2 separate regions of the Zea mays genome follow, and region 2 is linked to region 1. The links are chromatin contacts, called in public Hi-C maps. All regions are on one chromosome and are shown on one strand. Each heading gives the region's core, a stretch centred on a gene start, on an enhancer-like site or on the middle of the called end of the contact. The rest is flanking DNA. Distances are from core to core; before and after follow the strand shown.

Evidence for each region. A called contact is a pair of places that touch in the nucleus more often than the background predicts.
Region 2: a Hi-C map of ear shows a contact between it and region 1, with 4 times the contacts expected there. The contact joins two enhancer-like sites. A contact is called at or near these places in 2 of 25 Hi-C or Micro-C datasets (both in ear).

Annotation. Positions count from the first base shown.
Region 1 is chr9:35,033,298-35,039,616 of Zm-B73-REFERENCE-NAM-5.0, reverse strand. No RefSeq gene overlaps it. Among protein-coding and RNA genes, the nearest start is that of LOC109942499, 88 kb to the left of the region's middle. Within about 2 kb of position 3,381, at least 15 of the 20 cell types and tissues checked have an H3K27ac peak or open chromatin away from gene starts, as enhancers often do. A contact at or near this core is called in ear, where this site is marked.
Region 2 is chr9:35,296,933-35,303,179 of Zm-B73-REFERENCE-NAM-5.0, reverse strand. No RefSeq gene overlaps it. Among protein-coding and RNA genes, the nearest start is that of LOC103638238, 140 kb to the right of the region's middle. Within about 2 kb of position 3,524, at least 16 of the 20 cell types and tissues checked have an H3K27ac peak or open chromatin away from gene starts, as enhancers often do. A contact at or near this core is called in ear, where this site is marked.

The DNA.
Region 1 (6,319 bases), core at 2,132-4,631:
TTCTGTCAATCTTGAAGGGCTAAACACCACATTCATTATTATGATTCCCAAGGTCAGCAATCCGGTTACCATTAGTGACTATAGACCCATTTCTCTCCTCAACATAGCCATCAAGTTGATCACCAAACTCCTGGTCAACAGGCTGCAACCAAAGATGTCGAGTCTTATTCACAGAAACCAATATGGGTTTATGAAGCATAGATCTATTTAAGATAGTTTGGCATGGACTTATGAGTACATTCACTAATGCCAACAGTCAAAAAAGAAGAAGTGGTTTGGAAGCTAGACTTTGCTAAATCCTTTGATACAATAGAGCACAATGCCATCCTAGTGATGCGCAGACTGCTTGGTTTCTGTGATAAGTAGATCAGTTGGGCCCAAACCATTCTCAATTCAGATTCCTCTGTAGTTTATTGAATGGCGTTCCAGGGAGATTTTTCGGTGTATGAGAGGGGCAGGCAGGTTGATCCCCTTTCACCACTCCTCTTTGTCATTGCAGTGGACCTTCTCCAATGTATCATCAACAATGCCGCAAATATGGGCATCCTCTCGGCTCCATTCAAAGGCACCACCCGTTCGGACTTCCCTGTTATTCAATATGCAGATGATACCCTCATCATCATGAAGGCCTCACGAGGGAGTTGTTCTGCTTAAAAGGCATTCTGCATTCGTTCTCTATGTCGACATGACTCAAGATTAATTTCAACAAATGCCTCTTGTCGATCAACCTTGATGTCACCAAAATCAATCAGTTGGCGGCAATGTTTGGATGTCAAGTTGGCACCTTCCCGTTCACTTATTTGGGTTTGCCAATGGGTCTCACGAGATCGAAAGTCAAAGAATACCTCCCTCTCATCACCAATGTTGAAAGAAGGATCAATGCCATTAGTTCTTGGTTATCTATAGCAAGAAGAGTTACTCTGGTCAACTCTACTTACTCGATGATGCCCATCTTTGCAATTTGCACCCTTAAGATACTGGTAACGGTCATTAACACTATCGATCGTATCAGAAGGGACTCTCTCTAGTGCGGTAGCAGTGAAAATGCACACCAAAATCCTCTGGTCACCTGGGACACAGTTTGTTGTCCTAGAAATCGAGGGGGCCTGGGGGTTCTCAATCTGAAGATTTAGAACACGACCCTCTTACTCAAATTAATTCACAAATTCTATGGCAGAGAATACAAGCCTTTGGTAAATCTAATTTGGACCACTCACTACTCTGGGGGCGGGGTACCCCATGGTTATTGTCACGGAACCTCCCAAGGTATTAGGCCCACCTAAAGATGTCCTTGTCCCGAGGACCTCAGACAGTCATGCAGGAGCGCATAATGGCTCGGCAGGTTCGGTTACCTGTACCTCCATCATATCGTCCAAGAGCTCTTATCCCATAACGTAGACATTACACATCATCAAAGTAAGCGAAAAGGATTACAATAACATAGTTTACATTCATAAGTAAAATATAGAAAGAGTTGATTATTACATAACGGGTACTGAGTGCTTAAACTTATTATTACATCATAGGAAGGCAAAACACCTTCCCGGGGTAGGTCTTAGTTTTTTTCCTCCTGCTTTAGAACCACCTTGGAACAAAAACAACAGAACTCATCAGTTTCATCACCTACAACAACATGGGTTTGAAAACCCTGAGTATGAGTGTACTTTCGCAAGTCTTACCCATCAAAGGAAAAAGACTCTCAAGGATATGCTAGCATTTGGGAATCAAGGTAAACCTTATCATAATTCAAAGACTCTTTTTGCAGAAAAGCTTACTATAAGTGGATCCTTAAAAATTCATTTTACTTATCAGGTTAAGTAATTACATGCATCTAGATTCCTTTATATTCTTAGATCAAGCACTTGGCCTATACTAGCCATCTTTTTATCACCCCTTCTGTTCACTTGTTGCTACATGTAGGGAAGTGACCAAGTCTTCATGTCCGAGAAGAAATGGTGATCTGAATCAATTAATACCTAGCTAGGGATCTCCAACCACACGACATATGTAGCACTTAACCCTTGCATATGTCAACTCGCACTCGGGTTTCTCAAGACCAGAATGGGTTCACGCCAACCGAGAGCACATATACTCCACCGTCCAACCTCTTGTCACGAAGGGTACATGCTACTCTTGCCATCTCTCCACTCCCATTGCGTGGTAGCCTTTCTGGTATTGGTCCGACCAAGGCAAAGCTTACCCATGATGAGGCATGTGGCCAATTAAAAGGTCCTCGATCATCAAGCCTATATCGGCTCAGTCCTTAACCGACTCAAACGGAGACATTACACCGAGACTTCCTTCTCGTGCAAGTCACCCGCCCGGTCTCGTCTTTATCATTTAAAACCCAAAGTTTGGTACCTGGCAGAGGTACTCTTTTCAGATGTTGAACCCATCATGGCCATGATGGATCCACCATCATAAGTCTTTTCTTTGTAAAAATTCCCATCCAGTGTGAAGCATCACCTTTTTCAAAACAAAACCTTTTGTTTTGTATAGCAAGACTAAGCATTAGAAAACTTGTTTAAACAAAACAGGCAAACAAGGAATCGTAACCAATTTTCCAAGGAAGGAAATTCATCAACTGTTTATCACATAATTCCTATCACCTAATGCATCATATAAGGTGATAAAGATTTTAAAACAATAAGGAAAAAGGATAATGCACTGGGGCTTGCCTTGTGTTGCAGGAGTTTCTGTTTCCACACCGCAGATATCAAAGTAAAAGTTGTTCTCCGCTAAAGGATTCTCAGTCTGGGAGACAACCTCTTCCTCTATTATGGTTTCTTCCTCGTGTTCTATACATGATAATACATGTACATGAATGTTTATGCTATGTCATGAATATGCAGTTACATAATAGAAATATAGTAAGTTGCATCTTGAATACAACTTTCCTTCACGATACAAACCAATCACTAAGGTTTTCTACTTAGGCATTCCTTTAGGATTAGTATTAAGTAGTTAATCCTATGAAGCTAGTTATTGCATTTTTGGTCAAACAGTGTCCAAATTATTTCAAACTTCACTCAGGGCTCTAATCGTCATATTAACCCTACCCAAAAAGTTTTATGATTTTTGTAATTATTAAACTATTTCTAAAATTCTAAAAGGCTTGGTTTAAGCACCTTTAAATGCTACAAAATTCTAGGTTTGGGATAAAAATCTTGGAATTATTTTTTATTAAATACTACTCGATTTTATGAATCTAGCAAAATTAGTCTCACGATTTTACCAATTTTCTACTATTTCCTATGAATTTCCCAAGTTGTCAGTAAAAAGAAAAGATTAAAACGTGAATAGTAACGGGTCGTATCCAGCCCGACTGGCCCACAGACAGGCGGAACGCGCCCGCGTCCTCGCGTTTTGTTTTGCGCAAAGGTCCCTAGCCATTTGAATAACCAGTAAATAGTCCCTGAACACTATTCCTGTGTCTCACTAACAATCGCATATAGGCCCCCGTACTTCTATTTCTTCACGATTCAAGTCCCTGGCCGCGCACCGATCAAATACTTGGCCGGGGTCGCCTGTACTCGCTGGCGGTGACCTATTCCGGTGGTGCCGAGTACACGGACACCATCACAGGTGCTACCCGAACACACTCACGAGCTTAATTCGACCAGAGCATCATTAATTCGTAGCTGCCCACGACAACGGCGGAGCAAGATCACTGGCGTGCCCTTACCGGTTTTCCCAAGCCGGTCGCGTTCAATCCAGGGACGTGGAACGAATCAGTGACATACTAGGACTATGGTGCTCGCGCAAACTTGGACGGAGACACCCCGGAACAACCGGTCGACATGAGCCATGTCCACGATGGCGTTGCCGGATGACGATGCAACGTTCCCAAAGCTACGGTGCGGTAGCGTTCAATTGGCCGAGACCAGGAGTTTCACTAGCACCAGAGGGTGTACAAACATGGATCAGAGGGATGTGAATGGACCTGAGAATGGCTGGCCACGACATGATGCCTCACGACGGCGTTTCGGCTGATTTTGGGGGAAATCTAGAATTCGCGAGCTATGGTGGATGATTTGAGGTGAGGAGTGGTTCTCTAGGTGCGTAACAAGAAGGCGGAGCAGGAAGGGCACTCAATTTATAGAGGCCGGTTGCAGTTGCTCTGAATTTTGGACGGGGATGAACTCATGGTGACGTCAAGATGAGTCACTGGAGTTCGCCAAACGTGGCGCTCAATGAGTGTAATGTTTGGGAGGGGGTAATTGGCTGTTTTACATGACCTACAATGATGTGATACATGGTCTATGGCGTGGTGCAACCGAGATGACCAGGAGCCACAACGGCATCGACCGCTCGGCCACGTCGCAGGCCAGCGAATCACGATGGATGAACCGGTGCCAGAGACCACATTCACGACCCTTCCCAGATCTTTTCCGGTGGGCGCGAATCACGGTGTGGGATCATCGGTGAAGTGCCCGGCGCCTCTGATCTTTCTCAGTCACCGTACCATCACCATCTTCATTCAGTGTCCTGACAGACCAAGTCGAGGGCCCTTTTTCTTTGATTTTCATTCAGCAAGCCACCAAGTCGATTATACCAAAGTTGTACCCCTATATACCAGCTTCGACTTTGTCACAGAGACCTTGGTCATTTACTCACTGGATCAAGCACAAATCGACTCCAAGGTTGATTAGAAACCACTGTCAGTCTGCTTTCAGTATAAGACCTGACTAACAACCCGACTTCTAGGGCATTTTACTCACTTCTTGATAGTTGCCAAGACAAAGGAATGCTCACTTCAAGATTTTTTAGCCAACATGGATATGGAGCACAATTTCCATACTCCTTAATCTCCTCAGGCCACTCATGAATATCTGGCTTTCCACGAACTGATGAGCAATCTTCTGAATTCTACAGCTGCTAAAGATAAATGGACCTATCTATGGGGCAATACTACCTTCAGCTCATCCAAGTTCTATAGCCACACTTTTCAGTCAATCTAGCCTCCCTCTGCCTTCAATTGGATTTGGCAGTCCAAGGTTGGAAAGAAATTTGTTGGGGACTTGTTCTCAAATGCTTTGAATATAGAACAAGGCAACATAAAATGTTAAATGTTAATGCCCTTCGTCCATCGGAACATTATCTCCCCTAGGGTATAATGAACTTCGGACGAAGGTCATGAGCAAGAATCACGAAGGTCATACCTTCGTAATTAGAGTTATGAAATAACGAAAGACGAAATATAAAACATGAAAGTATAATGTATTAAAACACATAAACTTATTCATATATTTCATTATACAAATTCAAATATTAAAACATAACATTTAACCACATTTATACCTTCGTCTTGACAGAAGGCAATAATCCAAGTGTCGCGTCCGAGTGATTACAAGATTGCGTGAACAGTACAGGGGTACTGTTCATCTATTTATAGGCACAGGACGCAGCCTGTGTGAAATTACATTTATATCCTTTTCAATCGATTACAATCATGACACAAACTATCATGGGTCTATTGGTCATTTAATTTTTAGGTCGGTTCACTCCTTCGTCTTGAGGTATGTCACTTTGCCGAAGCTTCATGGGTGATAGCTTCGGCACTGCTTTCGAGAAGATTAGCCGAAGGTGTTTCTTCCTTCAGGATCTTTGGCTACGAAGCATACCCCAATAGTAGCCCCTTCGTGGTGCTAGATCGTTTTTCGTAACGAGCTTGATCCGTGAAAAAGTCTCCTAGGCTTCGAGATGCCGAAGATCTGAAAAACACCTTCCCTGAGCTCGTTGCCGAGAAACGATTAAAATAACCTGAGCACGAGGTGGCCCCACCATGCAGCGGTAACGCGCGTCCTGGCGATTCATCTGCTCGAGCTCTCTGGCCCACCATTCAGTGGGTGCGGGCAACTGTTCGTCCGGTGCGGAATACTTGACGATTCACCTTCCCACCTGCGGTACTATATAAACAGACGGGTAGGTGTGAAGTTACTACAACATTCATTGCTATTACACTGTTTTGCTGCCAAAAATTTGACCATAGCCGAAGCTTGTTTACTGCATCCTCAACCGAAGCTATTCATTTTGCTCGAGCTTCGCAACAAAAAAGAGCTTCGGCAAAACTAAAAAAATTTCAACTTTGTCAAAAGACAAGAAATTCAATCATCAGATGGTTAGGGTACGCTTAACAGCTAAGGTTACTCGCGACGGAGAGAAAGCCGAAGGTGCCGAAACCGCTCCAATTTCTGAAGTGATGAAACAGTCAGGGCTGGTAATACCGTAGGATGCACCTGCCGCTGAAGCTGAGCGGGTTGATGTTGAGACTTGAATCTGAAGATGATTACAGCGTCGTGCCATCTAAACCCAACCA
Region 2 (6,247 bases), core at 2,275-4,774, 260 kb before region 1:
GATCTTGGAAAGAGGATTCATCAATGGAGATAAAATAATACCACACACTTACTCCAAGGTTTGAAATAGGTTTATGATATAGTATACTCTTTAGACCAATCTTTGTATTAGCGATACAAGCAGCCTAAGTAGCCACCATTTCAACTTATCCAAGCTCCACATAAACTTTATTATAGGGATATGGTCCAAGCAAAGAAAGGCTACAATGTGAGGATACACATTGAGCAATCGAGTGTACCTCTACGGAACTACCTTCTTTTGAAAAATCTTGAAAACCCCTAATACATAATCTGAAACAAGCACTGGGTGATCTATGTCTTATGGATGAGGTCATTCTTTCACTTACAACTTAGGCAGATGAATGAAAAGATGCACCATGTATATGGTATGAGATAAGCTCCAACCATTATGTAGTTTAGAATAACTGTGAAAAATGTTGGGTCTTCTCCTACCGAAGCTCCTCAAATTATAGAGTTACCAACTGTTTCGAAGTCTGTTTCATGTGCTTCAAAGAGATAACAAAATACAACTTCATTCAGAACCTTTGTTTGAACGGCGCGTACACAAAGCAAGGCTAAGAGTTTTGGCTCCACGGTTAAGGCGCTTATGAACATGTCAATGAAGAATAAGGGGAAGAGACGATGGTGCCCCTATAGGATCATATAGTCTCTATGTACAGTATCTTAGGACAAGTTTGTAATTGTAACACCCTGAATTTTGGGTATAAAAATTTCTTAACGCCCATGAAAATTCAGGTGTTACCTTCTTTTCTCCTTACCCTCTTCTCTCTTTTTTTCTCAAAGGAGTGGAGAATATTATTTTGGTTCCATGTAATAATAAAATCCTATAGGCACTACCGGAATCGCGTTCTTTGCCGAGTGTCTAAGACACTCGGCAAAGGCTATTTTACACTCGGCAAAGGCTTTGCCGAGTGTAACACTCGGCAAAGAACACTCGGCAAAGATTTTATCGGCAAAGGGTTCTTTGCCGAGTGCTTTTTTTCGGACACTCGGCAAAGACTTTGCCGAGTGCCAAAAAGCACTCGGCAAAGAAAAACACTCGACAAATTAAGAATCGAAAAAATTAAAAAAAACAGCAAAACATTTTTTAAATTATAGGAACAACTCTCCAACCCTACCCTATTACCTTACCCGTTGCTCTATCATTTTTCACTATTATTTTGAATCAAACTTATATGTTTTGTAAATGGTGAGATTCGAACTCGCAACCTCTCTCTCGCGCATACCCTCTTATACCACTACACTACTACACCAATTATGTTTATATTACGTTTCCATTCCCCATGTACTATAACAAATCGAGAGTAATTTGATTATTTAAGACGCTAAATGAGTTCATTTGAAAATGTGACCAACTATAAAGTTGCATAACTTTTTGAGATCTAAAAGTTTTATTTTAATAGTTTCTACATCCGAGACCGTTTATAAAATTTGAATTTTAAATTTAAAAACTTCACACGAAATTTTCAATGATAAGATGATTTCAAATCAAAAAATTGTCAACTACAAAGTTTCATTACATTTCAAGACCTACAACTTTTATTTTGGTGTTTTTTCCATCCGAGACAGTTTGAAAAATTCAAATTTTAAAATTCAAACATAGTTTTGCATACCAAGATGATTTCAAACTAAAACATTGTCAACTACAAAGTTTCATAACTCTTCAATACCTACAACTTTCATGTTGGTGGTTTTTCCTTTCGAAGTCGTTTTCAAAATTCAAATTTTAAATTTTTTAAATTCAGACGTAGTTTTCGTTGACAATATGACTTTAAATGAAAAAGTTGTCAACTATAAACTTCTATAACTTCTCAAGATCTACAAAGTTTATTTTGGTTGTTTGGTAATTTGTTTATCTCAGATGATGGTTCTAACAATATGCACAAATTCTATACGTCTCTCTCGTAGTTTCATAAACTACGAGAGATATAGGTTTTATGAACAAATTTATTTTTATTTTGTCATATGAAGAAATGTTCAATATATAAATTGTACATCATGATGAGTTATACAAATTTGTAGTTGAAAACTTTTTCATTTGAATTAATTTACTACTTTAAAATGTGATTTTTAAATTGTCTTTGCCTAGTGTTGGAGAAAAAACACTCGGCAAAGAGCTCTTTGCCGAGTGTTGTATTTGTGACACTCGGCAAAGAGTTCTTTGCCGAGTGTCAAAAAAAGACACTCGGCAAAGAAACTCTTTGCCGAGTGTCAAAAATAAAACACTCGGCAAAGAGCTTCTTCGCCGAGTGTTTTCTTTTACCGAGTGTTTTTTGTGTGGCACTCGGCAAAGAGCTCTTTGCCGAGTGCCCGAAATAAAACACTCGGCAAAGAATTTGGCACTCGGCAAAGAGCCAAATTCCGGTAGTGAGGAGTTATGAAATGTTGCATCATGCCGGAGCTCATATTTTATTTCTTTAGCTTGATGCATATGTTTGATGAACATTCATTTAATTTGTGAGTGCTCTCGAGTTCAAAATTAAATAAATGAAAATAAAAAGGATAAGGAAAAGAGAGAGAAATAAAAGAGGTAAAAGGAAAACCACCGAGCAGCCCAAGCCGGCCACTCGGCCCGCTCGCCGCTCCCCATGGCCTAGACCCGCAAGCCGCAGTGCCCCTGGCCCACGCCCTTCACCCCCGCGGCCTGCGCCGCATAGCCCCCACGCCAGCGAGCCATTGACAATTTTGCCATTATCATTTGGCATAATAACAGGCAGCCAAAATTGAGAGTGGCAAAATAGCAAATTTCTCCTTATAAATATGAGCCCTTGCACCCCGTTCACAAGTCCATGTAGACACCAGCAACCACCAAGAGATCAGAGAAAGAAGATAGAAAAGGGACGACGTCGACGACATGTCGACATCACGCTATGTCGCAGACTTGTCCTCGGGGTGCGGTTAGGTGTGGTCGCTGGTGCACGCCGCGCGTTTATAAGGTCTTCCTGTGCTGGTTGGGTGACTAGTGCAGCCAAGATCAATCGCCGGAGTTGAAGAAACAATGCCACCGTTGAAAATAAGGTCTGCTGCAGCTAGACATCGGAGCATGGGCGAGGTCGTTCACTGGTATGCACCGATGGCGGGAGCATAGTGCACTTGGACGGAGGGTGATCCAGCGTGGAGCACTTGCTCGACGGAGCATGCTTTTCACCGTCGAGCCGCGGAACACGTCAGCGGGGTACCCTGACATCCTGACTCCGGTAAGAAGGCCCTAGACCTACTTGCCTTAGTCTCAACAACGCGTAGCACGATTTAGATTCGAAGGTGGTTCAATGGGGAACTCATAGCCAACCCCCGGCTATGCATGGCACTGTCGTGGAAGGGGCGCCGCACCGCTGTGTATGGGGTAGACGATGAGAGAGAATAAAGGAGGTGAAGTCGTGATCGTTGATCTGGTATTGGATGTTTGAGATTAGAAATAGAAAATCGGTTTGGTCTGGTGTGATGTGAGCTATCGATCTAAGCCGTAGCCCGTAGGTCTAGGATCTGGCGGTCCCGGTCACGTGCCTGTTTATTAAGTGGGACGTTCTAATATGCGCCACTAGTTTTCGATCTGACGACGCAGATCAACCGATACCCCTTCGGCCTAAACATCTTGCAAAAGAAACCCCAAGTTCTCTTAAAAACAACCCACCGTCCATTTACTGATTAAAATAAATAAAAATAAACTGGGACTTTGCAAATTAAACCCTGGAAGTTATTTTTAGGTATAAATTTAATAACAAACTACCTAGAAACTTGTTTAATCCATATCTCATCCATTTTAACTCCGTTTTTATCCGTTCAAGTTACGTAATCTTCGTAATGAATTTGCCTACACTTTAATAACTTTATTTTATCATTTAGCCTATTTTCAAAAAATATAACTAATTTGTTTAAACCTATGTTCAGTAGAATAACTTTTGAAATCCATGTTAATATGTCATTTTGGTTTGATCTATCTATAATCTAACTAAAATATGATATCTAATCAAGTTATAGTTGGTATTAAGGTTAACTTAGTTATTTCTGTACCTTTCTCACATGAATTATATTAGTTAACATAGAATATATTTTTACTATTTAATCACCTAAGAACTTTATAAAACCATATGTTTTCAACCATAACACTGATTGTAGTGGTTCTCAAACCTATGATATCATAGCAGCGCGTAGAATATTCTTACACAGTTTGTTCATATGCTTTGGTGTAATGTTACCATATCCATTATATGCTACATTGTATGTATGGCTATGAGTACAAGCGAGGTGACAGGAATTTAACGCCCAACTTTGGAGAAGTACCTGGAATCGCAAGTAAAAGGCAAGTAGTGTCATTAATCACTTTCTTTACCTAATAATTATCTTTATAATCACCGTGACATAGTTAGGTTAAGCTAATGTGACCTAATAGGTTACTATCGGTGCTTTTGAGTAGGACGGTGTCGTGGATTGTAACTCGATGGTTCGTACCGGGGGCATGAGAGAGAGAGAGAGTCAAGCGATTTTCAGCAGGTTCGGGCCACTTGAGGAGCGTAATACCCTATTTCCTGGGGTGACTTTGTATGAGGGGGGTGTTTACAAGTGGTGTCTACCGAATGGTGAGGTGCTAATGAGATGAAAGTGACGGGGATCGCCCTAGGCCTTATTTACATGACCGTAGGGCGCTTCCCGCGTACATGCTGATCACACTCTTCTAGCTTATCTCCTAGCTAATAGCGACCAGACTTCGCTAATCCCGAAGAAAACCCGGCACCTCCGTTTCGAGCTATCCCCGGTGTTCGAGGATGTCTGGCGCGGGAAAAGCGAACAGCTTCAACGAGATCACGCCCAAGCCACGAGTAATCCGGGCGTGAGCCCATCGCCTTCCTGGGGTCGGCCAATTTCCACCATTATCTTTGCCCGGCCCACGACGCGGCGTTCTTGCGGGGCGACTAGCATGTGGCCCCAAGCGGAGTTTTTGCCTTCAAGTGGACCCGGGGGATATCTATCCCCCACAAGCCACCAATCTTTCAGTTGATTTTGAAATAATCGATTCAAAGGTTCATGGTCCTTGCTTATGGGCTCATCGTATGACTTGAAATGTTTGTAACTCCATGGGGTGCACCTTAGGTGCACCCATTGGGTGTAGCTCCCGAGCTTTGAGTTGATTTTGAAATAATCAATTCAAAGGTCTTCATCTTATGCTTTTGAGATCAGCACTTGGCTCCAAAGTATTGTGAATCCGTTGGGTGCACCGAAGGTGCACCCAGTGGGTGTAGCCCCCAAGCTTTGAGTTGATTTTGAAATAATCAATTCAAAGGTCTTCTTCTTATGCTTTTGAAATCAGCACTTGGTTCCAAAGTATTGTGAATCCATTGGGTGCACCGGAGGTGCACCCAATGGGTGTAGCCCCCGAGTTTGGAGTTGATTTTTGAAATAATTAATTCAAAGGTCTTCATCTTATTCTTTTGAAATGATTTTTTGGGATAACCCAGTGACGACGTCTGTCCGTTTCTTGTTTGGTCTGGAATCAATTTGATCGGTGACAAGTTGGGGATCCAGCTAGTCAAAACAGGGAGCCCTAGGCTAGACACCACTCGGCTGCGTACTTTAATGCCTCTGCTGATTGGACTTGTGCTTTGGTAACCACATTTGGACTTCCTCCCATTTTAGCCGGTCTTCCCCTTTGTCGCGGTATATTCATTGCGTATATGTTGCCAGTATCATCGCTTCAGAAAATCTTGAAGAATCTTGGCGGTACACCCAATGGGTGTGCCCAAAGGGTGTGTGCCCAGTAAAAGGTGTCTATCGCGTTGTCCCAAAGTAGTAACTTGACATGATGGAGAGGTGTAATACTTTGCCTGAGCGATTGACTTGATTCCACCCGGTGCCATGTTACGCGAAACGGCGCCAAACGCTTGACTCATTTCCAGGCGGTTTGAATTGATTATTGAATTCTTGCGACTGTTCGGTGAGCGGGGTAGGAAGTGGACGGTCGCCTCCTAGCCTCTTTAAATAGCCCGCCCGGCCCAGCTACTTTCTCCACTCGTTCTTGATCACTTGCCTTCTCTTTCCTCTTCACTTCCCCTCCTTCTGCACGACCATGGTCGGAGGCAAGAAAGGTAAGAGATGGCCCCATCGTGCTGACGGGAAGTGCAAGCGTGCCCTAAGTCCTCCCTCGGAGGACTACGGGGACTCAGAGTACTCGGAGGAGGTCACCTCCAAATATGATCGCTCGCCTGCCCCGGCGTCCCCCGTGGCGTCGTTCG